Regions from separate parts of the Rattus norvegicus genome. Here region 2 is linked to region 1. A link is a contact called in public Hi-C data. All regions are on one chromosome and are shown on one strand. Each heading gives the region's core, a stretch centred on a gene start, on an enhancer-like site or on the middle of the called end of the contact. The rest is flanking DNA. Distances are from core to core; before and after follow the strand shown. Region 1 has its middle 60 kb from the start of Rpl28l3. Region 2 overlaps Commd1 (copper metabolism domain containing 1).

Region 1 (2,688 bases), core at 73-2,572:
AGAGGTCATGGTGGGATCTGGGTAAAGCTTTAACAGTAAAGCAAGATTGTGAGCCCCTCGTTTGTCCTCAGAGTAAGAGTTGCTAAGTGACTGACCCCACCCTTACAACCTTGTAAGTTTAGGAGAGCCCAAGGCCTGGGCTGCCTGAACTTCTGTCCGTGGACCAGTGCTTGTCACCACCTCAGCCATAATGAAGTGGTACAGTGTTGAGAGCAAAGGGACAGGCTTCACATAGTGTCAACCAAGACAAGTGCCTGGAGAGTGATGGCAGAACAGCATCCCGATTTCCATCAAGAATGACCAAGCAAGATCTGCCTCAGAATTGTGGGTGGGGACGGCCAGAGCTTCTAAAATGCAGATTCTTGGGACATTGAGATGGCTCAGGGGCATAGGCCCTTGCTACCAATTGTGACAACTTGAGTTTGATTCCTGCAGATGCGTATGATAAAAAGAAAAGCATCGCTTAAAAATTGTCCTCTGGGGGGCTGGAGAGATGGCTCAGTGGTTAAGAGCACCGACTGTTCTTCCTGAGGTCCTGAGTTCAAATCCCAGCAACCACATGGTGGCTCACAACCATCTGTAATGAGATCTGATGCCCTCTTCTGGTGTGTCTGAAGACAGCTACAGTGTACTCATACAATAAAATAAAATCTTAAAAAATAAATTTATAAAAAAATAATTGTCCTCTGAACCTCAGTAGGAGTACACACACACACACATACACACATATACACACACATGCACACACGCATGCATGTGTTTTTCTTTTTTTTAATTCCTCTGTGTGTGTGTGTGTGTGTGTGTGTGTGTGTGTGTGTGTGTACATGTGTGTTCCTTAAAAGTCTACAGAGGCTTGGTGACCCTATTCTTATACCCCTTAGCAGGGCTTTTAGGAAGGAAAAGAGGTAGTCCGCAGCCTCAGTGGTCAGCAGCCATGCCTGGGTGGGTTGCACACGGCACACCGGGATCTCTGAAATGCCTAGGCTGTTTACAGCGCCACAGCTGCACCCAAGAATCCTTCACTAATCCAACACAGCTGGTCCTATGCCAGGCTATTCTCCCCGGATTCACCTTCCAGAAAGTGAAAATCGACAGAGGCAGAGGCCATGGAACCCTTGCTGGGGGTTGGCAGCAAGGAAAAGGCACATCAATAATTCCATTCCTTGGCTGCCAATGATTTTACTGTGGGGAAATGGCTGCTGATCCAGCTACATCCGGCTGGAGTCGCATCAAAGCAGCGGATGTCCAGCCAGCCGTCTTTGCTCACACGCAGGTCGAGGCACAGGCCTGGCTAGAAGGCGGCTCCGCATTGCCTCTCCCCGGGCTCAGGCAGTGACACAAGTCACGTGACAGCATCAGTCAGAACAAGTCCCTCTAGACAAGAGACAGCTCTGCAAGAGCCGAGAAGAGCAGGGGCACACGGCTGCCTTCAGCTGAAGTTGTCCAACACTGAAGGTTACAAGGAACAAGTTGTCCTTCTCTTTAGATGACTTCCTCTTGGATGGAACATCCCAGCTTTTCCTGTCAGGAACAAGCCCAAAAAAGGTAGCCGCTGCAGTCAGAAGAGCCTTAGATCCACAGAGAAGCCGTGACCTAACAACGCCCACATGGAATTTTCTGGATTTGCCTAATTTATTTCTTTCTCTCCACCCCCCACTATCATTATTGTTATTATTAGTTCAGCAGAGGTCATTTGAGCTTGGCTTTCCAAATGCTGTCTGGAAAAAACTGCCCAGGCTCTGCGGCTCGGGGCTAAAATGGGCGTGGTGGATGTAGCCGCAGCTCTCAGATTTTTTTTGTTGCAGGTTTTTAACCTGCTGAGACCAGTCCCCTCATCTACCCACAGGCCGCTCAGGAAGTGCTTAGCTCACACTCCAGGATTCGTGTGCCAAACAGCGGAGATAGCGATCTGGCTCGGAACAATTCCAGCCGTAAGCCACGCACTTCCTGACTGCAGAAGCCGAGCCCTGGGGAAAATGGCACCGGTCTGCCTGCAGCCCGCCCCCGCGCGGTGCTCCGGGTGATGCCTGGGAAGCAAGCCTGGAAAATGTCTGTTGACAGCAACGAGCTTGAGAGGCGCTGAATGGGCTGCCAGGAACTGGCCGTTAGCTAGATTTCTACGTGGGATTATATTTTGAAAGAATTGCTTCAGGAATTTTTTTTTTAACTTGGCTGGCGCAGTGAGACATTCAGATGAGGATCCGGGGCCTTCAGTGTAAGCAAAGGCAGGCTTGTAGAATAAGCACAGGACACAGAAGGAAGGCCAACGTGCATTGGGGTTTCCGGTGTCCAAAGTCAGCATCTCAGGCCGTAGGTCCTGAGAATCCAGAATGACTTCCTGCAAGCTCTGCTAGGGAATTTTGGGGGCTGGGGGAAGCTTTAGGCGCTAGTGAGAGAAAGATCATCAGCCTAGCCCCCAGCCCACCTGGTTGGCTGCTAACTCACCCTGGAGTTACTGCCCAGAGCTGGGCTGCCCTCACTCACATGTCCCCTTGGCGTGTTCTCTCGGTTTTCTCGGGCCTCTGCACAAATGCCACGATCTCAGGAAAACCTGTGTTTGATCCATTACCCTGTCTGAAAGGCTTTGGCCCCTGCCTTATTTCCTAACGTTATACATGTTATCACCCCCATTACGGTTTATTTCGTCTAAATGGTAACCATCCTATCAGGAACAAAGATATTCTATTT
Region 2 (2,688 bases), core at 57-2,556, 330 kb after region 1:
TGGCACTTGAACTCCGCAGCCTGTTTCAGTCATGCAGGGAACCACTACTACTCTGACACTGTGTGCTAACTTACACTTTACCTAACTGCCATTTAAGGTAGGCTCTCCAGGCTAGCATTCAAGCTAACACAGTAACTAAATGTATCAGTTTGATATTTTCTCAACATTGACACAATCTCCAGTCATCTGAGAGGGACCACAACTGAGTGGAGAAAGTGTCTCCATCAGGCTGGCTAGTGTGCAGCCTGTGGGACAGTTTCTAGACTGATGATAGATGTGGGCGGGGTGGGCGCCGCCCACTTGTGGGGTTCAACCCCTGGGCGGGTGGCTGGGTTGTCTAAGAAAGCAGCTGGGTTCGCTGAGGAGGAGCCAGTAAGCAGCTTCCTCCAGGGTCTGTGTCCAGGTTCGTGGTGGGCTTTCCTCAGTCCACTGACGATGGGCTGGAACCTATGAGCCAAGTTAACCCTTTCCTCCCCAGGTTTCTTACAGCCATGGTGTTTTGCCATAGCAACAGAAGCCAAACTAAGATGCTAAGTATATTAATTATAAAATAAAGAATCTTAAGTTTGCACAACACTCCATGTTCAAAGAATTTTCACATCTATCAGGATTTTTTTTTAAGATTTATTTATTTCATGTATGTGGACACACTGTCGCTGTCTTCAGATGCACCAGAAGAGGCCATCGGATCCCACTGCAGATGGGAAGTGAACTCAGGGCCTCTGGAAGAGCAGTCAGTGCTCTTAACTGCTGAGCCACCTCTCCAGCCCCCTATCATTTGATTCTTTTATTGATTCTTTGTGGATTTCACATCACGCACCCCAACTGCACTCATTTCCCAGCCTTCCGTATCTACCCCTCCACCCTTGCAACCTTCCCCACAAAGCACCTCGCCATGGAAGCTGCAGTTTGTCATGGTGTGTCACACAGTCACACACTCTTTTATCCAAACAGCTCTACTTGCAAACGCTCTTTACAATGAGTCATTGGCCTTGGCCTGGTTTGAGGCCTCTGGTTTCTGCTATACAAATACTAGAATGTCACCAAGACTCCTCTGGGATAGTCTACTTTTGCCCTGAGTCATGGAGGTCCTGCAGCTTTGTTTCTGCAGGACCAGATCCTTCACACATTCCAGCAGCTCATAGATAGGGTAGATGCTGGGGTGGACCAGCTCAAAGCCCTGGATCTGGGCCTAAGTGGTAGCTAAATTGATCAGCCTGTCAGCTCTCCCACACCCACACCAGCAGAGCTGACTCTCCTGCTGGCCAGACAAGGCTCAGGGCCAGCTCTCCCCTGGTTGGTGGGGCCAGCTCTCCCGTGCATGCGGGCAGGGCGCCACTGTGTGGTGGCAGATCAGCATGGCCTCTGATGGTAGCACAGGCCCCTGCTGTGGCAGGACCCAGACGCAGATGTGGCCCTGAGGAGCACAGGCCCAGAGGTCATCATGGTCTCAGGTGGCAGTGCAGGCCTCTCTCACATCAGGCTGTTCCTCACCACCAGCCTGTTTCCAGTTCTCTCTTCATTGTGTACTAACTTCTTACCTTCTCTGTCGCTCCCATCTCTCCAATGATATATACTTGCTCATTGCAATGGCGCCCACTGGGCCCACACTGCCCAGGATTGGAGGGGTGTGGCTGTCTGCCATGCCGCACAGCCTGGACATCTTTTACTTCTCCTGAAACTCATATTCTATTTCCCATTTCACAGACAAGGTAGTCAGACGCAGTAAGAAGTACTGACCACAGAAAGCCACCGACTTTCGTAAAGCCCAGCGGCCAGAGCGACCTAACTGGAGCCTAAACTGTTTCATGCTTCTCTGGTTGGTTGTCATAGTGACTGCACGCAGATATGGATACAGACATCATCGCTGCTGCTGATTAAAAAGTCAAACTGATTCTTCCTACCATCAGTGATATAAAAATGCTGCCACCTAAGGATTAGCTACAAAGCTTGTTCATATTCCTTGGAAAGTAATTAAGGGATGAGAAATGTCCCCTACAGACTCGGGAATGTGAGCCCCAGTTGGTGCGACTGTCTGGGAGGTCTGGGAGGTCTGGAAGGCGCAGCTTTCCTGGAGGAAGCAGTTGCTGAAGGCAGGCTGTGAGGGTGTGCAGCTTCTCCTTACTCCCGCCTCGCACGCTCCGCCTTGTGCTTACAGATGCTGCTGCTCCTGCCGGTGTGTCTCGTGGCCACAGCTGACCGTTCTATAAAGCTGTACGCCAGAACAAACTTTTCCTTTATAACTGGCTTTTGGTCATGGTGTTTTGTCAAAGCAACAGAAAATTAATGGAATTTTTGGTGCATGTAGTTGGAAGGTGGCTGAGATAAGAGGACCTACAGGAACCAGGGCCCTGGGGACTATTACAAAGCAGAGCTGTCAATCCCGAGAGCGCCTGTCATGTCTGCCCGCTCATGTTCTTCTCCTTCTCTTCCTTCCATCTACCTTCACCACCCCCCCTTTTAACTTTATGCCAAAAAAATTGAGGAAATCAGCTGTCCACATTCCCAGTCTCACGTCGTTCTGACACGGTGATCTGCAAAGTCAAGGCTGTTTATCCCCTGTTGTAAGTGGGACGTTGGCTGGGACCACCCCAGCTCGGAGAGAAGAGGGTGCTCTCACTTGTCTAGTTTGGTGCACACACCAGCAGCCTCTGGCCAAGGGAGCACAACAGTGCACGGAAGGAAGCT

The links. A called contact is a pair of places that touch in the nucleus more often than the background predicts.
Region 2: a contact with region 1 is called in a Hi-C map of the A7r5 cell line, with 6 times the contacts expected there. The contact joins two enhancer-like sites. A contact is called at or near these places in 9 of 12 Hi-C or Micro-C datasets (the A7r5 cell line, the Rat2 cell line, Schwann cells and 5 more) and 1 of 1 datasets of contacts at active chromatin or transcription factors (oligodendrocytes).

The regions. Positions count from the first base shown.
Region 1 is chr14:100,823,984-100,826,671 of GRCr8, forward strand. No RefSeq gene overlaps it. Among named protein-coding and RNA genes, the nearest start is that of Rpl28l3, 60 kb to the left of the region's middle. Within about 2 kb of position 1,323, at least 81 of the 93 cell types and tissues checked have an H3K27ac peak or open chromatin away from gene starts, as enhancers often do. A contact at or near this core is called in the A7r5 cell line, Schwann cells and liver, where this site is marked.
Region 2 is chr14:101,155,760-101,158,447 of GRCr8, forward strand. All of the region lies in intron 1 of Commd1 (copper metabolism domain containing 1), which reads right to left. Among named protein-coding and RNA genes, the nearest start is that of Commd1, 29 kb to the right of the region's middle. Within about 2 kb of position 1,307, at least 67 of the 93 cell types and tissues checked have an H3K27ac peak or open chromatin away from gene starts, as enhancers often do. A contact at or near this core is called in the A7r5 cell line, Schwann cells and liver, where this site is marked.